2 separate regions of the Oncorhynchus mykiss genome follow, and region 1 is linked to region 2. The links are chromatin contacts, called in public Hi-C maps. All regions are on one chromosome and are shown on one strand. The core of a region is the stretch at or near the end of the contact, and the rest is flanking DNA. Distances in the headings are between cores, read along the strand shown. Region 1 holds the start of mrpl33 (39S ribosomal protein L33, mitochondrial). Region 2 holds the start of fosl2 (fos-related antigen 2).

Region 1 (6,338 bases), core at 215-2,714, 310 kb after region 2:
TTTATCAGGTAAGCATTGCAAACCAATTAAAATAATTGTGAGGGTATCATTTTCAAGCAGGGGCAAATTACTAGGCCTATATAGTATATGATTTGAATTATCTCAAACACAAATGTTACCTGATATAAGCTGAATATTACATCACTCATTATAGACAGTAGGACAGCAAAATGCCACTATTGGTTCTTTGTGTACGATGATGTCATATGGCTCGTCTACGTTAAAGCCACACTGGCTGTGTCTGAAATTTTCTGTAAAAAAACACTTGGGTCCCCTGTCCATGTTTCCTTAGGCTAATTCCTCTCAGCTCATTGGAGGAGGAGGTCCGAATGAGGACCAATGAGCTTTGAGAGAAACAAAGATGGCGAAAGCAAGGACTTGGCTGCAAGTAACGTTTACAGACACAGCCCTTGTGAGAGGCCAGTGTCCACTTGGCATCAGTGATAACTCCCTGAGAGCGAGTGTAATAGTTTGCTTCCATACAATGCTAATCAGAGAGGGTTTGTAGTTTACCAAAAGGGTCATTTTTTCGCAGCACCAGTTTATCGCGTAGTCGGTTCCTCTTGGTGTTGAAGCAGTAACCTGTCCCAGCAGCACTCACCATTTGCACTAGGACAGTCCTGTAACAAAGGCAATGGTTACTTTGTGATAACACATGTTATAGGCCACAATAATTATGAAAAAGATATACTACATGCTCATTGCTATTCCTTGGGTCACTTTTATCAAAGAGCAGATTGAGGATAATATTACAGCAAACAGTTCAGAGAAAGACATCAAACCTAAATTCCAATTTCTACTGTATGAAGCTTTTACTAGAAAGTAGCTTAGCTGAGGGTATAATAAATGATACATGGATTAGATATGGTAATAAAGTAGGACCTCTATACACAAATTATGAGCTGGAGAAGGAAATAATTTACTTACTTTGACTTGGCCTTGGCCACTGTGTGTATGGAAGAGATCAGATAATGAAATCAGATTGGCAAGATCATAACTCCCTTAGGTAGCTAGCTAGCTTTCGGTTTAACTAACTAGTTAATTAGTAGAACACTTGCCATGGCTAGCTAGCTTAGCTTCTGATTGTGCAAGCTAACGATAATCAATACGACATCTCCATCTATAAAACATTGTTTCAGAATGTAGCTAACTACTTAATTTAGCTAACGTTAGTTAACAAATGACATGCTGACTTCAATGCTACTAGCCAGTGAATCATAGCTAGCTAGCTAGCTAAAATCGGCTAACCACAGACATGCATAGAGCCAGCCAATTCTATATTTCGCCATACAACTTAGTGAAAAACTACAATATACAGCAACGTATTCAATCATACTCACGATTTACAGCAGTGAGGAACATACTTAATAGAGTATTACAACAGCTAGCTAGTTTAGGGTAAGTCACATTGAAATACCAAAGCACAACTTCCGGGTTAATGCCGTTGTCATTCGGGTCATTAACCCTTTCATGCCCCTGAGCTATTTGTTTATTCTGCACCTATTAAATAATTGGAGTATCTACTATTAGAAGTACATATATATATATATATATATATATTATTGTTAAATTGAAGAGATAAACCAGGTCTACTAGTTGTATTATTATGCGATTAAGAGCCACATATTGTTATCGTATTGCATCTAATTATTTGGCAACCAATTACATTCCAGCCAGCACCCTAAATAGCGCAAGAGCAAGGCTACAGTGATCAAAGAATGGCTCAATATGTACATAACATACTCAATGAATGAGTACATCTTTTGTAACGTTGTATTTTGATCATGTGTTTTAGGTACACTTTTCTCATATAGAAAATAACTTTCCAGTTTCAACGTAGTGCATGCACATCAATTCAACAGACACCATAACAGATGGGGAAAGATAAGTAAATCAACAAGGAAAACCTCAAAACACAAAAACAAATGAAAAGATTGAACCTAACAACCAGATAGACACCGGTTCAAGAGGGCAAGAACGATACCACACCGGCAAGCTGAAAACACATTCTCTAACCCTAGCCGTTCAGGAAATGAACAGGGACGTAACATTGTTGGATATAACCTATTGTCGTAAGCAGGCAGACGGGCAGGCAGGCAGGGAGCAGCTGTCAGGAAGTGTGTGGAGGAGAAACCTGCGTCACCAGAGGGATAATTCAGACCACCAGCCTCAGCATCACCACCAGCAGTAGCACCAGCACCTCCACCCACTCAACAATCAACACACTCCAGCAGCCCACAGCCTCTAAGGAGGTTAAATAAGCATCACTCTCCCCTCCCTGGCTGGAGAGATCAGACTACTGCCATGGTGGCCCAGTGACTGACTGACTGGTAGTGATGGCAGACTTATAGACAGAAGAAGCAGGTCAGCTTGCTGCAGTCAAATGGTAAATGGTGCCAAAATTAGCTAATACAAAGAAATCTGCTGATACGGGACATATTGGGGTGTAGAAATGAGACAACTTGTATGCCAACTACATCAGCTCCAGAATGGTCTAAACTAGGATACTTGGATTTTTACAAGACATACCTAAGCTTTATTATTAGTCCATGAGGCAGGGGTGTCGGTCGATATATGAATTCATTTGATTTATTAACTCACACACACATAAATGCTCACATGCGCGCAAACAGACACACACACACAATCCACAAACCACATAATTAAATAGAACACTGAGATGTCTGCCTCCAAACCATCGCAGCTATCTCTTTATCAGCTATTTCACATCAACTTGACTGACCTAACAACCGTATCTGAGGAAGTGAGACGACTCATACGCACACAGACAGTCACAGACACCCCACACTGTGTGGCTGTCACTCCCCAGCTTGCATCAGCACTTTCCCCCTCTCCCTTACTGTACATAAAGAATAGGGAATGCTACGAAAAGGTGAGCTCCTGGACCCTACAGAATCTCATTGAGTCCTTCCTTACTCAGACCAGCCAAATGCTGAATGCACTTGTCCTTTTTTAGTGTCACCGAGAGGCCTCAGATGAGATTGGAAAGGCCTCTTGCAAACCAATAGAATGTGATGATATAGTGAGTGTGAGGTGGTTTAAGCTTTTGTCACTTCTGAACAAAGAGCCTGTCATTTCAAAAGGTCATTTTAGAGAGAGCGCTCCAAAGTGCAGCAATGACGGGCATTTCTACTATTAGATGATGTGCTTTGCGCAATGGTTAGAAATAGGTGTTGTAACAGCAGCAGGGGTTAGATGACAGCATAGGAACAACAGGTTGCCGCACAATATACATTACGACCAAAGCCGTGTCTCTCTGCTTAGTCGGTCATTAATTGAATGGGCCGTGATGTCGCACACGGCTGTACATCCGGTCGCCATGGTTACACCAATTGAGCGAGCCCTGAGATGTTGAGTCTTATAATCGAATCCTCTGTACGCAACAGGTCAGTGGATTTGAGCTGAGAGGCTTATTTTAGGAGCCCTCTCGGTCTTGTTTTCCAGGAGAAGATACCTAACTGGTTTTATAATCATTTGAAAATAGCGCTGGTAGACGAGCAAAGAACATCCAAGACAATTATCACAAATTGCAGTTTGCCATGTTGTTGGCCAATCCAGTTGAATGGACAGGGTGATGGTGGGTGATTCAGAGCGTTTGTTCCTGAATACAATTGTTGTACTTATAGTCTTCTCACACAAGCATTTGAATATGTAACCTAGTTATTATAACAGTTATTGCAGAACCAAACATTTATGTACAGTATTAGGCTTTAGTCATGGTCATGCAAGGTCATGTACTGTACATTTACAGTTAGTTATAGGTTATATACAATGAACAAACATATAAATGCAACATGTTGGTCCCATGTTAAAGTGTTGGTCCCATGTTTCATGGGCTGAAATAAAGATCCCAGAAATTTTCCATACGCACAGAAAGCTTATTTCTCTCAAATGTTGTGCACAAATGTGTTTACATCCTTGTTTGTGAGCATTTCTCCTTTGACAAGATAATCCAATCACCTGACAGGTGTGGCATATCAATAAGCTGATTAAAAAGCATGATCATTACACAGGTGCACCTTGTGCTGGGGACAATAAAAGGCAACTCTAAAATGTGCAGTTTTGTCACACAACACAATGCCACAGATGTCTAAAGTTTTGAGGGAGCTTGCAATTGGCATACTGACTGCAGGAATGTCCACCAGAGCTGTTGCCAGATAATTTAATGTTAATTTCTCTACTGTAATCCGCCTCCAACATCATTTTAGAGAATTTGGCAGTAGGTCCAACCGGCCTCCCGGTTTGCTGATGTCAACGTTGTGAACAGAGTGCCCCCTGGTGGCGGTAGGGTTCTGGTTTGGGCAGGTATAATCTACGGACAACGAACACAATTGCATTTTATCAATGGCAATTTTCATGCACAGAAATATGTACAATACATCTGTCCAAATAAAAGATAGCCAGCCGTATGGCTATGGGGTGGCAGGTAAGAGCGTTGGGCCAGTAACTGAAAGGTCACTGGTTCGAATATCCAAGCCCCAAGGTGAGACAAAATGTGTCCATGTGCCAGGCACTTAACCCTAATTGCGCCTGTAATTTTTTACAACTTTTATTTAACTAGGCAAGTCAGTTCAGAACACATTCTTATTTACAATGACAGCCTATTTACAATGACAACCCAGGGAACAGTGGGTTAACTGCCTTGTTCAGGGGCAGAACAACAGATGTTTACCTTGTCAGCTCAGGATTCGATCCAGAAACCTTTCGGTAACTGGCCCAAAGCTCTAACTACTGGGCTACCTGCCGCCCCAAAATGTGTCCACAATGGACTTTGTTTCCAAGGCACGGATGAGGAAGATGCTCTGGATAAGAGTGTCTGCTAAATGATGTAAATGTAAATATGTTAGCTATAGCTAAGTCCAAAATTTGTCAAAATTGTCCAACCCGAAAACAATTGACACCATAGAGGTCTCATCTTTGTATTTTTGTATTTGTGCCATTAAGGCGTCTGTGACAGCATGGGTAGCTCCATTGAGGCTATCTCCATTTGAAAGTTGCATGCACCATGCTTTACCAGCTGAGCTACAGAGGACCACCATGTGGGTAGTGGACAAGTGCACACTTCAGGAAAAAGTGTAGAGTATTAATTAATATGCATAGTCAGCCGGGGGGCTCCAAGAACCCAAACATTGACATCTATTTGGCCAAAACAAAGACCACGATAACTGTACTCTACTGTACAGTGCTCTATTGTACTGTGCTATTCTGTACTCTACTGTACTGTGCTCTACTCTACTGTATAATAATTTACTGTACTGTGCTCTACTGTACTCTACTATACTGTGCTCTACTGTACTGTGCTCTACTGTACTGTACTGTACTCTACTCTACTGTACTGTACTGTACTGTACTGTACTGTACTCTACTGTGCTCTACTGTACTGTACTGTACTGTACTGTACTGTACTCTACTCTACTATACTGTGCTCTACTGTACTGTACTCTACTCTACTGTGCTCTACTGTACTGTGCTCTACTGTATTGTGCTCTACTGTACTGTGCTCTACTGTACTGTACTGTACTATACTGTGCTCTACTGTATTGTGCTCTACTGTACTGTACTCTACTATACTGTGCTCTACTGTACTGTGCTCTACTCTACTGTGCTCTACTGTATTGTGCTCTACTGTACTGTGCTCTACTGTATTGTGCTCTACTGTACTGTGCTCTACTGTACTGTACTGTACTCTACAATACTGTGCTCTACTGTACTGTACTCTACTCTACTGTGCTCTACTGTACTGTGCTCTACTGTATTGTGCTCTACTGTACTGTGCTCTACTGTACTGTACTGTACTCTACAAATTAGAATTGTTTTCCAACCCCCAATTTGCACCACTTCTGAAGAATGAGCCATATACTGCAATACTTTTGACCAGGGCACAAAAGGCTCTGGTCAAAACTAGTGCGCTCTATGGGGGCCCAGTAGGGAGCCCAGTAGAGCTCTGGTGAAAGGTAGTGCACTAAATAGGGAATTGGGTGCCATTTAGGACATATCAGTGGTTAAATCAATGGAGAGACGGTGTGTTCTTCTTCCTCCATCTGTTCGGTGTCATCTCTGAGGGCTCTCTGTTCCATGACGCAGAGACCGAGTGGGAGTGGACGGCCTTCTGCTCCCTGAGAGGGCTGAGTGGGCCGCCGCAATCCGCTGCTGCCTACAGCCTACAAGCCAGGGAGGGATAAGGGGAGAGAGAGCGGGGGGGGGGGGGGGGGGGGGGGAGAAAGAAAGAGAGCAATATGAAGTACAGTAGAGAGAGAGAGATATACAAACTCAGCAGGGAAGAGGGAAAGAGAGAAGGAAGAAAGAGGGGGGGGGGG
Region 2 (6,172 bases), core at 1,241-3,740:
CAAGCTGTTAAATGTAGCGCAGAGATCCTCCTTCATTTGCCTTAGTAGGCCTTCTGCGGGTTGTGAATTGGACACGGACAACCTAACACCAGACGACTGAAAACACAAGACACATTGTCTCTCTGTCACTTTCATAAAACATATCGATACATTTCAACCTTAAAAGCTCATATTTTGTCAGGAATAGCATTTAAAGTGAAATGCTGATTATGGTTGTTCCTCAATGATAGCCACTGGGCATCATATCTCAGAATGTCACTAGAACGAGAGGACGAGAGAGCAGGTAGAAAAAAACATGTAGGCCTAATCATTGTATGGGATCTAGGGGAAATTCCTGCCTCGAAGTTTCCAAATGTTTCAACATAAACGAAGGCGCATTGGGAGACGCATCGTGAGCGTCTTAACCTGCCGTTTCCATGTCACGACAAAATCTGCCAGTGCGTGATACATGGGCCCCATCTGCAACACACACACACACACACACACACAACCTCGAAGCTATGGGTGGATGTCCTATATTGTGCAATGTGCAGCGTACCACCACTGAATGACGCTATAGACCTTGTTGCAGAACTTCTATCCAATGTGGAGTCCTAGTCAATATTCGTTATTGCTCTGTTCGCTTTACAGTGATGATCACTGATCATCAGCAGGTCAGAGACATACAGTAGGCTATCTTAACCAAGAAGGCACTGAGAAGGATTGGTAGAATCGAATCAGTGCATGTTTTTGTTCCCCTTGACCAAGTTATGCGCATGAATAAAGTCGCTATCCCATGTGCAAGGGAAAAGGTAGCCCTTTGGTTTACACATTCCAACTTATATTTAAATCCATATCTTGGGGGAGAAATGTTGAGAGCAATCAGAATGGCAAAATATGCTGTAGCAACCTATACGCAGTTTGGTGTGTGTTATAACTCATGATAACTTGCCTCCTGTGTTCATAGAAGTTTATACTCATTCAACAGGTCTTATAATGTGCGTATACCTAAATTATTTGTGGACTCCACAGTATGAACACTTTCTAAAGTATATTCTTCCGTCTACAAAATATGTATTTTATAATAAAAACGTCCCCTCAACTTCAAATGACCAGTTCTATAGTGCAACACGTGGGTGTTAAATTATAGGCTACAGCGATTGAGCAATACCTGATTGCATATTGCAATTCAGATTACGCATACACATGTGTCAATAAGTACATTTTCAGCAGTCGTTCATAACACAGGTTTCATAACACAGGTTTCTGACATTCAACATAAATCCGGCATTGAGTCGGTTTGTTCCTTTTTTACGCACTTCGCTCGCGCATCGGTGTCTTGGCCAGAACCACATATATAATCTATTAAATTTCACTTTATTGCAGAGCAGGTCTGGAAAATATTGGGAGAATATCACAATATAACGCGCGCAGATTCTGATAATATCACAGGCGATACCGCGGGCGCGCTTTCTCCAAATGTGAAGACAAAGTCTCTACAGCACTAGGCTATAGTTTGGAGTAATATATTTAATATCAATATAATATTCTTAATGGCCCTTGAATAAAACATGTACATAGCAGTGTATTAGAAAGATAATATGCACCTCTATTGCATTGCACAGCACCTTTAATTACGAACAGCGCTATAGCCTCTCCGGGTTACCCATCTAAAAGTGTGTCATAGACAACTGCACAGTGACGAAATGTCGATACAATGAAACTCAATTTACAGTTGTGAATACCAATATTTTAATTTGAGAAAAGAGAATATTATATTATGTTGTATTGCGTTACCTGGTAGCTTGAGGTAGAGATCGGACTGCCGATCGTGCTGCTGCCGCTTGTGAATGACTCTGGCTGTACCGGCGAAGTGCTGCTGCCGCAGGACGAGGTGTCGTAGTTCACGGAGTAGTCCTGGTACATGATCCAGGAAAGAGGAAGATTTCAGTAGTTGATATGAGCTCCCAACTCTCAAAAAATCCTCTGACAGTGGAATCCCTTTTGGGAGCTGAAAGTGGACCAGATTGGAAAGTGACCAACTTGAAAGCAATAGTCGTTAAAACACGTGGAAATCCAGAAAAAAAAGTGTTTTCAAATAGGTTATTGGTACAATAAATCCAGGCTCTTCGAAATTAAATATTTTAAGGTAATTAACTAGAAGTAAAACTGAAAATATTTATATTTTTTGTCCACTCCAAATAATTATATCCTGCTTCTTTCCCTTGTCACTGCTGTAGCCTATTCAGGTGAGCTACAAGAGCCAACTTCAAGAACAAAAGTCACCTACTTTCGCAGTCAATCCAGAGTTGTTGGTGAATAGACTTGCGTTGCGAGTGAGTCACATACAGAGGCTTTAAAATTGCTTTCCACCCCAGCCTACTCTACAGAATCTCTTCCCCGCGACACACTTTAGGCCTACTTCAGCAATCCGCTGTTCCCCTGGAACAGTTCTAGCTTTCTTTTTCTATTCCTTCACCACACTAGGATGACTCACTTCAATGGCACGACGGAGAACTGCGGCCGCTTATCAACGCAAGCAGGCTCATTCACGTCACTGTCTGGGCGTAGACACTTCACTTGAGGGGTTATCATAGCTAATATTGTAAAAATCAGCACAAGGTATCGTAAATCAGCTTTATTGTTATACATAACATCGTTAGAGTCGATGTACTATGCTTGTGATAAGCCTACATGTTTACGCACGTGTATTTTATCATCGGGTTGGAAGTTATAAAGTTTCTCTATATTCACCGTTTGTCTGATTTGGTACAGTCCTTTGACGCATGTTTCCTAAAATGGGCAGTTGCGAGAGGACAAGGTTTCCTTGGTAAAGGCACGTCAGAGACTGGAGGGATTCCCTACCCTCCCTCACCGCATTTTCTCCTCAAGCTCAGAAGGATAGGGTCTCTGTGCCACATAGAATAGGTTAGGTATATGCAGTTATTAACAAAGACGTGTGCAGTTATATCTTGCCACCCGTGTAGATCTTCATCTCATGACTATTCAACGTTTTTGTAACCTTTGGTTTTCACACGAAGAGACAGAACGAGAGAGAATTATATCCCTTTGAAGTTTTTCGCAGCTCTATAATTTAAATGCCTGCCCTGATGTGTAGCCCGAGCAACAGCTAGATGTGGCTAGCAGCAGTGAGGGAAGATTATGGAAGGAAATGCTACCATATTCTCCACCGCTAGTCAAATAAAATAAAATTGTATTGGTCGCCTACACATATTTTGCCGGTGTAGCGAAATGCTCATGTTCTTAGCTCCAGCAGCGCAATAATACCTAACAAAACACGCAAATACCAAAAATAAAAATAAAGGAATTAAGATATATAGAAATGTTTGAATGAATGTCAGAGGAATATAAATATGTATATAACGTGTGTATAGACATCATGGACAGAATATGAATATAAAAGGTGTGTACAGCAGTAGTTATATAGGATGAGCCTTACACTGAATGAACAAAACATTAAGAACACCTGCTCTTTCCATGACAGGCTGACCAGGTGAATCCAGGTGAAAGTTATGATCCCTTACTGACGTCACCTGTTAAAGCCACTTCAGTCATGAAGGGGAGGAGACGGGTTAAAGAAGGATTTTTAAGCATTGAGACTATTGAGACATGGATTGTGCACGTGTGCCATTCAGAGGGTGAATGGGCAAGACAAAATATTGAAATGCCTGTGAATAGGGTATGGCAGTAGGTGCCAGGCACACTGATTTGAGTGTGTGATAACTGCAACACTCAGTGGCGACCAGTCATTCCTTTCCCCAGTTTTCCATGTTATTTTGGCATTAATACGAGTCACATATCAGTTTGCAAACAATGTAAAAAATAATAATAATTGAGTTAATAAAGCTGCATACAAAAAACATGGTCTCTTTTTTTGCTTTCTTGAGTAAGGCAGCTACAAAATGCATCTGTTTCAGCCTAGCTCAGTGCTTTTTGTGGTGGTGGGGCAGCCAGAGGAAAATACGGAGCGTAGGGGTTGGTAATGTTCTCTAGGTGCGCCCTGATTGGCTCAGTGTTCCATCACTCATGGGGACACTACGTCACCGCCAAATCTACAGGGAGAGCTTGAAATTTCAAGCCCCTTGGGTGCTGCCATAGAGTTACATTAGAAGTGCCAATTCAAGAAGGCTCAAGGTCATTGGCCACAGATAAAAGGAAGTCAAATCCCGTTATATCTACAGTAGCTTTGAATGGACTGATCATGTCAACATCATACTTTCAAAATCTTAGCTAGCAAGCTAGACAAGCAGTCATCGTCATGAATCAAGTCAACAATCTGCTGGCAAATCCTTTTCAATCCATGTCATACGAAGAGAAATTATAGATATAAAGTATCGGTGCTCATTGCCCAGCAGAGGTGTGGACTCGATTCACATGACTTGGACTCGAGTCACATGACTTGGAATCGATTCGGACTCGAGTCATAAATATGATGACTTGCAATTCGACTTTGACTTTAACACCAATGACTCGTGACTTGACTTCGACTTGAGACTTTTGACTCGACCTGACTTGATGCCCTCCAATATTTGGGACTTGATGCCCAAATATTTAAACTGGTGCTATTAGAAAAAGTGTGCAGCGCATCAACTCTTCATTTAACTGATTACAGTTTGAATCGGACAGCAGCCAATAAAATTGTGCCAACTGAGAACAAGTTGTGCGTGGCAGTTCAGAAGAACGTTGCAGGGTGAATTCAGATGGAGCCCTTAGAAAGATGATACCCAAAATTATTATTTTCGGATATAAAGACGACGCTGTATCAATAAAAAAACGGATTGCAACTTGCAAAACATGCGGGAAGAAAATTACAGAATGAGAGCAACAATTTACAATTTTGTTCGCCATTTCAAGCTGCACAAAGAATGGTAAATCGTGGCTAATATAGCCGACAGATATATCATTTATAACTTTAACTTACTGGTGTAGGATGTAGGCTAACCTAATGTTAAATCAATGAGCATCCACACGGTCAGTCAGTCAGTCCGGGAATGTGATTATTGCACCCAAGATTGAGCTACAATTAGCTAGGCATTTGGTAGCCTAAATCCTGCCTGATGTTACTGCTGTTCCTTGACCATTGACATACGTTAGCCCACTGTAACCACACAGAGTGAGTGTGTGTATGTGTGTTAAGGTTGGACGATTGTGTACAAGCCTACATCGCCCGATTGCGCCCCATAGCGATCCTCGGTAGTCGATCACTATTGGGGGGGGGGGGGGCATGCTGTCAATCCAGCATGATTTCTGCCGCATTCAAAAAATAAAAAAACGAGCTCCGACTGGGAATACACGTTTTGAATGGTCATCCAATTCGGGAACTCCTCTTTCTAGAGCTCTGACCTGAAGATCACTAACGTCATAATTCAACCTTGTCGTCGTCCCCCCCCCCCCCCCCCCCCCCCCAGACTTCCCAGTTGTCTTGAAAGCACCATAAATCCAGAGAATGCCACATAAATTATGTAATATGCCAGCATCCCTATGAAAATCTTTCAACACCTTGTAGAGTCATGTCCCCCCAAATTAAGGCTGTTCTGAGGGCAAAAGGGTGTACAACTCAATATTAGGAAGATGTTCCTAATATTTTGTAGACTCAGTGTAAATGGATATTTCTATAAATAATGGGGCCAATGTGTGACATTAGGATAAACATTTCAAAATGGTAAAAAACAAACAAAAAAAGGATTTTCATGCAGTTTCATGCATACATCCTTTAAGCAGTGTTCATACAGACATTGGCAAGTCAAATTCAAGGACTTTCTTTAACTTTTTCAAGGACTTAATTGTAATTGTCAAGGACCTCAATGTTATACAGTTGTATAATTTATATCATTGTACATATAGAGCCTAATTTAACCCCCACTCCCATTTACTACTTTATGAAGGTTTTTGGGGCGGGCCTTGCCAATGCATTGATATTCTAATTATTATTACATTCTGAAATATGTGAGAATAATGTGGACATTGCCAGACTAAATAGATTGGACGCATGCATGGCAATTTTTCTGTAGCCTATGTGGCCGACACAGGCACACATAGGCCTAATAAAGCCATGAATAGTGGTAGCATTAATATCCCGATTTGAATCTCACCATCTCTGTTTTTTTATGAGAAAGTGACCAAAAACCAGGTATCTTTTTTAATGAAGGATTTTATGGAAAGCCAAGATGAA

What was found. A called contact is a pair of places that touch in the nucleus more often than the background predicts.
Region 1: a contact with region 2 is called in a Hi-C map of liver, with 6 times the contacts expected there. The contact joins the promoter of mrpl33 here to the promoter of fosl2 in region 2. A contact is called at or near these places in 2 of 3 Hi-C or Micro-C datasets (blood and liver).

The regions. Positions count from the first base shown.
Region 1 is chr25:2,783,499-2,789,836 of USDA_OmykA_1.1, forward strand. mrpl33 (39S ribosomal protein L33, mitochondrial) reads right to left here and starts at 1,465. Exons shown (of 4, transcript XM_021584330.2): 1 at 1,341-1,465; 2 at 928-946; 3 at 514-620. The coding sequence starts at 1,362.
Region 2 is chr25:2,476,223-2,482,394 of USDA_OmykA_1.1, forward strand. It overlaps fosl2 (fos-related antigen 2), which reads right to left and starts at 2,491. Exons shown (of 5, transcript XM_021584323.2): 1 at 2,270-2,491; 2 at 1,777-1,896.